Regions from separate parts of the Mus musculus genome. Here region 2 is linked to region 1. A link is a contact called in public Hi-C data. All regions are on one chromosome and are shown on one strand. The core of a region is the stretch at or near the end of the contact, and the rest is flanking DNA. Distances in the headings are between cores, read along the strand shown.

Region 1 (6,459 bases), core at 1,257-3,756:
CTTCCAAGGAGTGAGGAGATAAAAGATAGTGGGGCAAAGCTCAGTTGATGGTGTGCTTGCCTAGCTGGTAGGAAGCTCTGGGTTCTATCCACAGCATGGCACAAAATGCAATTGTGTGACAATTGCAAGCCTGTAATCCCAGCACTCAGCACTCAGAAGACAGAGGCAGGAGGGTGGGAAATTCATTCAAGGTCATCCACAGCTACACAAGGAACTTGAGGTAGCCTGGGCTAAATGATACTTCTCTTAAAGCAAAGCAACTGCAAAATCCAACCAAACAAAGAAAAACAATAAAACAGGAAGGAGAAAGAAGAGAGGAGTGAGGGAGGAGAGGAGAGGAGAGGAAAGGAAAGAAAAAGAAAAGAGGTAAGGATATTGTAAAAAGAGGGGAGGTGATAGCTAGTCATAAGTCCACAAAGAAGAAAAGAGTTAATTCTAGATAAGTGTGCTTGAGAGTAAGGCCTTCCTGGCATAGTCACGTACCTTGGGACTATCTGTTCTACTTAGGTTTAAAGGCAAGCAAGGGCTGCAGTTCATTTTTAATACTTCCTAGGAATAATACTTTGACTAGTAGTGGTGGTGATTTTATATATATATATATATATATATATATATATATATATATGTATATATATATATACATATATATATACACACACACACACACACACATATATATATATACATATATATATATATATATATGCAAGGATTACATTTCAAAATGGTTATGATGCTCTCAATCTTAGTGTCTGTGCCTATATTTCTTGTATGTTAGGCTTTCCAGTCCCTTTCTAGAAGCAGAGTACAGCTCCAAAGACTTTAGAACCAAGAAACATGGTTTTGTACTGCACCTTGGCTTGGAGTCTGCATGGGCACAGAGGGAGAAGCCCTGCTCTATGATGAACAGTGCTGAGAGCTTTTCCTGTTCTCTCAGCAGGGCACTGCAAGGGAAGATTGGCATTGAGTATTACTGCTGTGATTCAAAAGCAATGATTAGAGATGATTATGTGTTGTGTAAGTAGCCCAACAACTACTAACCTATTTTGGTAAACATCAAGGCTTCTATGAGTGTTTTTAAAAGGAAATAATCACATACTTGCAGATTTTAAAATATAATTTTTATTTGAGATATTACATCATTTATCCCTTATCTTTCTTTTATCCATCCAAAAACTCCTATACACCATCCCTGCTCTCTTTCAGATTTGTAGCCATTTCTTTCCTTTCACCACTATCATGTGTATATGTACATACATATATATTCCTAACTATGTAAAAGACAAACTGCTGAGTCTATATGTTACTCATATGTATGTTTCCAGGGCTGACCATCTGTTTCTGAATGACCAGATGGTCGGCTCTTCCCCAGAGCAGAGTCTCCCATTTCAGAGCTCATTAGTTGTCTGGAGTTCTCTGTGTGGGGTTGGAGATTCCCTTCTATTCTGGCATGTCTATTGTTGTTATCCTTGTTCAGTTCTTGTTTTTTAAGGGCCACCAATCTAAGTATGCTGAACTTTTCTGTGTTGGTTAAGTGCCTCCAAGAATATATGGAGAATGCTTTTGTTAAAAAGCACAATTGATCCCCTAGCAGATAAAGGCTCTTTTGTTCAGTCAATGAGATATGAACTGTTCTTTGAAACCGTAGTTACCATCTTAAGAATAACTTACTTGATCTTCACATGGTCATATGCTTTGATGGCTAGAACACATAAGTCTTGGAGGCTTGGAAATTTACCTTCTAACCTTCATAATGATCTTCCAAGTAGAAGTCCAGTGTTCTTAAAATGTTCTTAACATTTTGAATATTTAATACCAAACAAATGAGCTAGCGTAGAAATTAAAAACCAAGGGTAAAGGCTTAAGAAAGAAAGCTTGCATTTCATTTTAATCAGCTCAGTTCCTGAGATGTCTTTTCTTCAGTATAGCCAACAATCCAGTCACTAATAAATCAAAATTAAACCAGGTCTTCAAATCATTGTCAAAATATCCAACTAAAACACACACAAACACAAACACACACACACACACGCACACGCACACGCACACGCACACGCACACACAACCACTCAGGTCTCCAAAAAAGTACATGAATTTTTGCAGTAAAAAATGTGTTTATTCCTAATTTTCAAGCCTTCTTGCTTTTAAAAAAAAGTGTGTGTGTTACAACAGTTGTTTGTGATTAACATTTAGCATATAATCATGTGATTAATTTTGAGGATGCATGCCAAAAGCTAGGTTGCCAAGCAAAACAGTTGCTTTTGCCCTGAGAGCAGTTGCGATTCCTGGTTTGCCTTTGGTTAATTTTGAAAGTTAAATTCCAACTGCCAACCGGCTCTTGCATTCACATAATCAAACACAAATACAAGTGTCAGCTGACACCCACCACCTTCCCACCCTCCCAGCCCCCAACCTACTCCACCCCTGCCCAAGAAGCTGCCTGGCCAGGCTCTGGCTCCTCCCAGATCCCACTGTGGGAAGTGTGAGTCACAGAGTGTTCAAGTCTGTGCATTATGTTCTGAGTCACCCGACAGGCGCCTTGCCCCGATCAGGAGGATCAGGACAGACTTTAAGTATCCACAAAGCAAGAATAGCAGCAGGATCAGCCACAGCAGCAGGTATCTTCAAGGTGAAGCTGTGGGAGAGGCTCTCAAACCTCTCAGACCCCGGGGGCCTAGGATAGATACTGGCACTGAAGAACCTGGACAGAAGCCAAGAAGGAGAAAGGCCAGGATCTCACCAAAGTTAAAGAGCCCAGGAGTTAGCAGAGGACTCCAGTGACAGAGAGGTAAGAAGTGCGGTTGGGCTGTTAGGGGTCAGGTGTGTCTCAGCAAAGCTGACAGAAGGCATGGGCACCCTGAGTTGCAAACCTGCTGTCGGCTTCTAGTGATTGGCTGGGCGCCTGACACTTGCTATTTCAAGCCCTGGGCTTTCATTTCCTTTAGGGAGCGCTGGAGCTTTTTCTAACTGCGACTGGGAGAAGCCAAGGGTACAAAAATAAGGCTAGGGAGCAACCTGCAACATGTCCGGAATTTACCTGGAGCCTCACACTTGTTTGCAGTGCTGGCTCCTTCGGGGCAGAAATACAAGTCCTCTCCACTGTGCAGCTTAAAGCCTTCTTTATTTCCTGTCTCTGACCTCTCTCTCCCACCCACCTATCCACTCCACTAGCCACTCCCCTCCTTTTTAAAGTTCTTTTATCTTTTGTTTATTAATTACTTCTTGTCAACTTGAAACAGTTCTTTTTTACCTACAATCCTTTAACTTGTGTAATGGTTGCTCTTCAGCTAAATTCCCCACTTTCCAGTTTTCAGGCACCCGCCCTACAGCTCTGCACCTTAGGTCCAGACTTCTTCCCAAGGGCTCTCTTTCTCATATCATGGGCTCCTAATCTAGGCTGTGTATCTGTGGAACACACAGTTATATCCTCCGGCTTCTCCCAATAACTCCTTGATCCCGAGGTCATGATTTTGGTTTTATTTGTGTTTTCTCTCTCTTCCTTTTACATGGACAGCACCTAGAGTAAGGTGGGCTTCTCTTACAGTACCTCCACCATTCATAGGATCTAAACCATTTCATCTGTTAGCTTAGGTTGTCTTGGATTCCAGATCCCCAGGGCCCCTAACTCTTGCTTTGGAATGTCTGCTCATCTCTAGCCCTACCTTTATTTCCAAACTACACTGGCTGTCACCTTACAGCCTCAGATGACCTGGTGTGTCTCACACATCTCAAATGGAATGCATCACCTTCCCCATTCCAAGCCAATTCTTCATAGGAACTTGCTAAGATTCTTGACCCAATCTAAGTAAACATTTAGCATGGAACTTTATTTTTGATTCTGGACTCCTCCCTTCTTTGTAATGTGCAGCCATCACTCTGTCTGACAATTCCTACTTCTCCAGGGTTTCATCTGTATCAACACTCACTGGTCCATCATGGTGGCCTACCAAAAGACTCTCCAGCCCCTTTCCACACACAATAGTGAGCTGTGTCATTTTCTTCAAGCCCAAGAGCTACATGTAACATGCTTGGTAGAAAAACTCTATATGGCTTCCAGCTCCCAGTCTATGCTTATACTCACAAATTCAGCAAAAGAGACTCATCTCCCCCTTGTGTCTCACAGGATCCCACATAGATCACACCCCTAAATACCATACAGATGTGATCTGCTGCATTCTTTTTTGTACCTGCCAATTTCTCAGCCTGAAGTTTTGCTTTTTTACCACCTTCAGAATTCCCACTCAGGTTGTCAGAGTCAGCTTCTTTGGGAAGACAGCATGTTTCAGTGTACTTTTTCAAGAATGTTAACAAAGCAAAAAATGATTCAAGGAAGGTTGGTTGAGTTCAGAAAAACATGTAAATAAACACCAGCAAGCACAAAATAAGTATTAATAGAGCAGTCCTGAAAGGAACCTCAAAGTTGGCAACAGGTACCCCAAGACAAAATTTTCAGCACAAAGGATATTTACTTGCCTCAGAGGGACAAAGGACAAGGAATAAGGGATAAAGGCAGGAGACAGAAGATAGAGGACAAGGGGGAAGAGGAAGGGAACAAGGGAGAGGGGAAAGAATATTTTCCCTAAATAGACAAAGTATAACCTCTGTATAGAGAAGAGACAGATGTAGTCCATAGACAAATAGTGATCTATAAAGGTACAAAGGAAAACCTCATTTTTAGATGGATCACGTGTGAGCCAAAAGGAGGCTTTTGATTGCTGGACTTCAATACATTGATATATAGACCTTGGTGGGCAGCCTCGGGAGAAACAAGTGACCAAATAAGGGACTAGACTTTGGTGGCTAGCTAAATGAATATAATCTAAAGGTTTTTAGCAAAGCAGAGAGAATGGGGGGAGGTCAAGGTCTGCCAGAACCATGTTAGCCATGCTCCAGTCTCCTAGAGCCTCTTCAGACCCTTTTCTAGAACTTTCTGGTGGCAGACCAATTTAAATGCAACTGCCTGGCATATACTGTCTATTATATCCAGGAAAGCAGGAAGGCAAGGCAGAAAGCCATATCCGGATTCAGGGTACACTGAGAAAAGCATTCAGTATGTCCTTTCCCCAGACTGGGTTCTATAGCTATGTTCCAACGTTCAACAAGAATAAGCATGTCTTATAAATTGAATGTAAGTGTTTAATGAGGGAGGCACAAAATCATGTCTAAGAACAATCCAGAGAACCAAATGCACTGAAGGTAAAAGGCCTTCTCCCGTTTTTCCTGGAACATCTCTTCCAGTCCTCCAAGGCAGTGTTCATCACCATGGGTCATTTTTTTTTTTGGCTGTGTTCCAACAACCATGAAAGTAGAGTGTAGCACAAGTGCTCTGTGAATGCCTTTATCTGTCACACGTGAGGAGGAACACAGTGTGGCATGCTCCCAGCAGAAGCATAGTGTCACACGCACAGAGCAGGAGGAAGGCTTGGTGTTCCTGTAAATCCCCAGACAGCATTCAATTGTCACTGTCCTCATTTCTCCACTTGTAAAATGAATGTTAGCCAAATGCTTATTCATTTTATTAGCTGAATAGTCTAGTTTCAGAATGAACCCTAAAGCTATTGTTTAGTATTTTACTGAAAATAATTTCACTTTAGATTTACTAGTCAAGATATTTTTGCTTGATATTCCTACTTTCTCAAAAGCTTCTGTGTATAACTGAAATTGAGACACAAAAGTAATGGGGAGTCACATTGTCTTCTAGCTCCTGCCTCTGTTGTAAGCAGGACCATGGTTTACAAGCATGTGAATGTGTGCGTGTGAGTTTGTATGACTGTGGGTGTGTACAGTTGAGTGTGTTTATGTGTGACAGTGTGTGTGTGTGTGTGTGCATGGTCATGTGTCAATATGCAGTTGATAGGCTATGATATGCTACTGACTACCATTGGGGTGTTTAAAAGGAACGGGGACAAAGTAGAGACATGAAGGAAGAAGACACATGAAAAAACTCAGAATTAGAATTTAGCAGTTAAGAGCAATTGCATGTAAAGTTGTGTTTCATGCACTAGTTTTTTGTTCTTTTGGCCTGCTAACACAAGCTGAACATGCCCCCCCACACACACACACACATGACACACCTGTGTGCACACATTTTGTCCTATGGTAGGATCAAATCTGACTTTGGTCATGTTTCGATTATATTCTTATTTCCTTGTTTTGAGTTCCTTGCTGCCACCTTCTGGTTGATAAAGAGGTTTGAGAAATTTTTTATCCTCATACTTTTTAGAATGTCAAGTGTAAGTTGAGGGTGTGGGGACGTGTTGCCTGGTGACAAGATAGATCCTGCTGTACTGGGGCTTTTCTACAACACAAATGTTTCATGATACCTACACTCTTTGCTTCAAGTCCTGAAGAAGTTTCATGATGTGGAGATAGGGAAGAACTTCACATTTTGGTCCATAATAGATGACTTCTTTTAAAAACTGCCTTGGGGTAACTTCAAACAAAATCGTTAATAATAGA
Region 2 (6,459 bases), core at 1,073-3,572, 2.3 Mb after region 1:
GTAGCTTGATTATTTGCATAGGTTAAGGGGTATGGACCCCATTGTACTTTCTATATCTGGGTATCTTGATTTCCCACAATGATTGCTATGGTGACTGCAATTTGAGCAATGGAGGATTTTGGTACCTTTCCTAAGAATCAGATGTCAGTAGCTCTGTGGTTTATTTCTGTATCCTATATTATATTTTTCTGGTGTGCTACTCTTCTTTGTACAGGTATCATACTTCCTAAATTGTTTCAATATAACTATAGTAGTTTCACCATCTAGTATTATAATATATGCAAAGTAAGTCTTGTTTTCTTGGCTCAGATTAAATTTAGTTCATATACTTTGCTTTATTTTGAGGAATGTGAGTTTAAGACAACAATGTAAATGTTAGCAGTTCTTATGTCGTTGATCTCTTCCATGGTCTTCAGGGTTTTACATATGTAGCATACTAACAGATTCTGCAATAAACTCATAGACTTCTGTGGAAAATAATTCTTATTGCCATGTTCTTGTACCACAACTCATTGCCTCTTTGAAATCATGTTCCACAACAAATAGAGGTTATGATTGGACTAGGCAATAACAAATCTTTTTTATCAATGTCATTGCTCCCTAAATAACAGCTGATACCAGTGGTTTCCACAGCATGTATAGTATGTTATGTATTAAAGTCATTTACAATTAATATGAAAGATAGTATTAATTTGATGGAACTACTACTTAGCATTTGATATAAAAAACTTTGAGATTATATGAATTTTGTATTGTAGAACCAGTTCAGCATAGACACTAAAAGTGAGTGTATCTTCCCAGACCAGTGCACACATTTTTAATGCTATCATAAAAATCACATAATTTTCAAGAGATCGACAAAGCTCTTTATTTCAAAGTAATATTTCATAATTGTGTTGTAGGCTGTTCCTCTTGAGAATATAAAGTGATGTGTTTTGTAAATCATTATAAATTTTTGCATTTCATAATTGTTTTCTAGAGAAAAAAATTAACTCAAAGTAGTACATAATGGACTATATACTATAAATAAATTTTTAATTATTCTTTGCTTCTTACTTAAGAAAATCATTTATTTTGTATTTTTTCAGAGTTAATTTATACTTAAAATTTTAATTTATTTATATATGTATACATATATGTATACATATATAGTCATTTCTAATCTTTTATAATTTCACATCTTAAAGTTTCTTTCTCTCACTGCAACATATTTAAATGGTGTTAGCTGTAGAAAAGAAACTGGAAATATTACCTTCTATCTCCTAGACATCTTACTCTATTTGTTTTCATATGTTGGCTCTACACAACTTCCCAAATCTGCTCCTACTTCTCAGGAGGCACTTTGACAGGTCAAATCAGAGCAGCAATGTGATTACTCTGTTTCCAGAATCTTAACTGTGTAGGAAAAAAGTTGAGGTAAAATCTGTAGTCTTGATGACCCGAGAATATAATATCCCAATGTATTATCACAATAAGCTACGTGAGTAGTGATTGACACAAAGAAAGTACACAAAGAGTGAGTAGATCAAGACATACTTTAAATTAGAGGAGGATTCTTTAATAAGTCAATGAATTTATCAAAACTGGCAGTAATACTATTCTTCAGTGTAAGTTATTTAGCATATAGCAATGGTCTAAATACATGAACATACCAAATTCAGCATACTGTATTTATATATTTATCTGTTTCTGTGGGTATGTAGTAGTGATAACTATGGCTTAACTTGAGAGGTAATGAGGCGTGTGGAAGTGTTTGGACGTGGAAGTTATTAAGTAATATATCTATATTTTTATTAACATATGAAATAAAGGTTATAATTTTGAGTATTACACTCATTTCATTTTAGAGTGATTTATAGTGAAATGTTTATGAGAAGCTAAAATTGTGGTTCACATTCAACCAGCATAAGAAGTTCACTCTCTAAAGCATTTAAGTTTATTCACAAATTCAAGAAGATGGAGAAGTAAAGCAACGAAAGAAGGTTCTAAAACAATAACATTGAAATATTAATGTTTAAATTACATCCTAAAATTTCCAAATAAATTATTCTAATATAAGTTTTTATCTAGAGTAGATGAAAAACTTTGCAAGAAAATTTACATTTTAAGTAAAATATTCATGCTTAAAATTTTTAAAATAAAATGTTGTGTTTCAACCATTTTTTTCTTAACAATGCCTAAGATGATACAAAAATACCAAACTGCATAAGTACACTGAAAGCTTTAATATATTATAATAACCTGAAAGGAAGTACAAGGCCTTTGGGACTGAGTTGAGTATTACAATTGGCAGCTGACATGAGCTTTGCCAATAGAAGCAGATGGTGTAGATATGCTTTGGTTCTGTGCCATAACCTCCCCCTGGTGAGAGACCAGCGTCTCTGCCAAACAGGGCTTGGATGCTTTTGCCTACTGTGTAGATCTATGAGTTTGGGCGGCCCACAGGATAGCAATTTTCCTGTAGCTATACTGCTATTGAGTATGTTTTACATTACGTGATGTAAGGTTTGAAAAGGTGGAATGAGTATAGGGACACTGGTTTTAATTTAGGGTCTTCAGAGAGATTTTTCCCAAACATAATTTTTTTGAGAAAGTCATTGATAAGAATGTTACTTTTCAGCCGGGCTTGGTGGCACACACCTTTAATGTCAGCACTCTGGAGACAGAGGCAGGCAGATTTTGGTGTTTGAGGCCAGCCTGGTCTACAAAGTGAGTTCCAGGACAGCCAGGGCTATACAGAGAAACCCTGTCTAGAAAAACCAAGAAAAAAATAAAATAAAATAAAATAAAATAAAATAAAATAAAATAAAATAAAAAGAATGTTACTTTTCACATTTGCTCAAGCTATGTTTCAAGCTTCAGTTTCTTAAGAATTCTTTTGATATAACTTCAAAGGAAATATATTTGTTTAATCAAGTTGAATTCCATTACAAATTATGCTCAACCCTGAAAACACACAAACAAGCAATAGTATACACACTCTGTGGCTTATATTTAAGAACACATTTCTATACACACAATGACATATAGATGTAGTAATATAAGAAAAGTCATTTTACATGAAAGATTTATGGTTTACATTTGCTTCCATAAATTTGAAGAGATTAGGGTGGATACTGGATGGAAGGGTTTGGAAGTAAGAAATGTAATATTAACATAATCTCAAAAGTTAAAAATATAAAATAAAAGAGATATTTCCAAGCCTGGGAAATTGGTATATCAATCTAATATATATATATATATATATATATATGAACAAGCTAGATTTTACTTGCTTATTCTATTTCTTTTAATAGGGCAGTATTTGAATTGCTGTGTCAAAAAAACAACCATAAAGTAAAATGACTTTATGTGAAAATCGCCTTTATTTTTTTATTGAATTTAGACTTACCAAGTTCTGTCAGTTACGTACTTGAATGTAAAAGAAATTCACACAATAGCAACATTTTTCTTAAAAAGAATTCAATCTGAAAATGTCCTCAGAAACGATGAGAAAATATAAGTTATATGTTTTTGTTTTTGTTTTTATATTTTATTTGTTATTTTTATCAGTCAGTTTGATAGACAGGTCTCTATTCAAAATAAGTAAATAATATTGATTACTCACCTGACAATGATAGAGTGAGGAACATGTGCAAAGCGGAGGTAAAATAATTACTGTAAGTTTGAGGGGAGCATTGTTCACAGAATGAAAACCTGTCTTAAAATTAAATAAATAAGTGAAAATAATAGAGTATAAAATAAAGGAGACACTAATGTTTCCAAAAGCCATCATTTTTTTCTGATATCACTATTTCCAATGCTCTCTATAGCAAAGTGACTAAGATCTTCCAACTATTCTTTGTCCTTATTGCTTTTCTACATTTTAACACTTCTCAACTCTAACTTCCTTTTTGTCATTTCTCAGCTATCTTCTCTTTATTATTTTGTGTGCATTGTAAATTATGTAATCTAGATCTTAATTATAGTTGTGTAGATATAATAAACTTTTGATTTTAATTCTAGTTCTCATAAGTTGTAGTCGATAATAAGGGCAGAGTTGTTTGCATTCTTTGTACTAACTATATAGATGATTTCTAATTATCTATGCTAGGAAAAATATTCAAACAAATAAATCCAGTGATTTCAAAAATTAAGTCCATAGTTTTAGTTTTTAAACAGAATAAATTGTCATCGTCATTGTTCTCATTTGTTTACTCTCACTCTGATAGAATACTCTGACTTAAGGAAGAAGGGGCTTATTTTTGCCCAAAGATAACAGTGCATCACAGCAGGAAAGTCAAGGAAGGCAGGAGCTAAGAACAACTGGTCACATTGAATCCATAATCAGAATCAGAGAACATAGAATGCTTGCTTCTGCTCAGTTCACTTTCTGCACTTCCTGTAGTTGCCATTCCTTAGACTAGAGACTAGACTTATTCACCATTACTTTGGGTCTTCCTTCACTAACCACTGTAGTCCATGTAATTCCCTACAGGTACAGTTGGATAGTGGCTTTTCTACCAGGTAATTCTAAATGCTGTCAATTTGACAATACTCATTTTCATAGTCTTATCTTCCCAATTCTCTTTAAACGTGTTCCAGTTTCATTTCTCATTATGCATAGGACCATGCTTTATAAAGAAAACAATGACAATTAGTTGAGATAATAATCCATATTCCATCACAAAAAAATTAAAAATTCTGAATTGTCAGTAGCTTTTATTTCTTCTTATTGTGGAGAAAAATACATCTGCTTTCTCTGAAAGAAATGAAATCCAGTAAGAATTTCTCCAAGATTCAGAATTGTTGAACCTTTTAGAAGATGAGTATTAACTACTAACTTTGCTAAAAAAAATAAAAAAATAATAAAAAAATAAAAGGTTTCTGAATAGCACTTTCTGTAGTGAAGCAATGAAGTAGCATCATGCTAGTTTCAAGGAAGTCTCTCTTGAAATGTTTTCTCTCTTCTTCATATAACCAACTGTCTTTCATTTAAATACCTAAAACATTGCTCACAGCTGAAGTAGTGTGGCAAGCTACACAGGGATATTTATGGGTGGACTGAATATTAGGGAGAGCTGTGAAAATACAATGAGTGCAAAACGCCAAGGATATTTTAGTATGTTTTGACCAAAAATTAACCTTAATTTTTCAGTCAACTTATCTTTGCTGCATTTTATTCTTATATGTAATACAATCTTAATAATAACATGTTTTTTTATTAAAAAAATTTAAGAAAATTAGTACTCCAGGGCTCTTGAGATCACTCAGTGAGCAAGAGCAATGAATGCTCTTCCGAAGGTCCTGAGTTCAAATCCCAGCAACCAATGGTGGCTCACAACCATCCTTAATGATACCTGACACCCTCTTCTTGTGCGCTGAAAACAGCTACAGTGTACTTACACTGTAAATCAATCAATCAATCAGTCAATCAATCAATCAATCTTTGGGCTGGAGCAAGTGGGACCAACCAGAGCACCAGAGCAAGCAGAGGTCCTAAATTCAATTCCCAACAACCAGATGAAGGCTCACAACTCCCTGTACAGCTACAGTGTGTACTCATATACATAAGATAAATAAATAAATAAATCTTTTAAAAAAAAAAGAAAATTAGTACTCCTAGAAATAAAATCAGAACTTAACCATGACTTAACCAGCGCTGTCCATCTATCTGATGGAGAGGCAATTTTGAATTAATATTTGAGGGAGGTGATGGACTTTGTTACTGAGTACCCAAGAAAGAGGAACTTCTACATGGAGGCTCTCAATGCATATGTAGCCACATATGAAAGAGAGGATGGCTTTACATTTAAATCACTCATTAGAAGCAATGCAATTTCTCTGCTAGTACTATGAAATTTCATCCAAGATTCATACATAATATACCATCAAAATCATAAATTTTAAGATTCATTATTTTTGTATAAATTATGAAATAATCATGTTATACTCAAAATTAGTTAGTGAACTAGAAATGGAGTAGGAAAGACAGAACAGAATGAAAGAAAAGAAAGAAAGGAGAAAAAGAACCAAGCAAGCAACAACAGAAATAAATCATGGAACTTAGTAACTTTTTTGTAAAGAAATATTGGATTTGGTGAGATGTCCACTGGAATGGAAGAATAGCTTAGCAGTTAAAAGAACATTCTGCTTTTACCAAAGACCTGAGTTCATTCTCAGAATACATATCATGGAGTTTCACAATCATCTGTAGCTCCAGCTCTAGAAGGTCTAACACACCCTTCTGCAATCTGCAGTTACTTGCATAGATGTGCACAAACCCACACAGGGTCACACACATAGTAAACAAAAGTGGTACACTGAAATCCTTCCAAAGATATTTCCAAATAAATTCAAAACAATATACAGTTTTCAGTTAAAGGAAACCATTTAAAATTACAAAGGAAAATTTATAGGTGTTATTAACACTTCTAGCTTAATCTTATGTGTTTCATTTAAAATTATTAGATATAATTT

Evidence for each region. Hi-C and Micro-C count contacts between places; a contact is called where the count stands out from the background.
Region 2: a Hi-C map of cerebellar granule neurons shows a contact between it and region 1, with 1.7 times the contacts expected there. The contact joins the enhancer-like site here to the promoter of Serpinb8 in region 1. A contact is called at or near these places in 1 of 39 promoter capture datasets (hippocampal neurons) and 2 of 484 Hi-C or Micro-C datasets (cerebellar granule neurons and cerebellum).

Annotation. Positions count from the first base shown.
Region 1 is chr1:107,587,500-107,593,958 of GRCm38.p6, forward strand. Serpinb8 (serine (or cysteine) peptidase inhibitor, clade B, member 8) reads left to right here and starts at 2,507. Exons shown (of 7, transcript NM_011459.4): 1 at 2,507-2,788.
Region 2 is chr1:109,930,514-109,936,972 of GRCm38.p6, forward strand. No RefSeq gene overlaps it. Among named protein-coding and RNA genes, the nearest start is that of Cdh7, 50 kb to the right of the region's middle. Within about 2 kb of position 2,323, at least 2 of the 459 cell types and tissues checked have an H3K27ac peak or open chromatin away from gene starts, as enhancers often do. A contact at or near this core is called in cerebellar granule neurons and cerebellum, where this site is marked.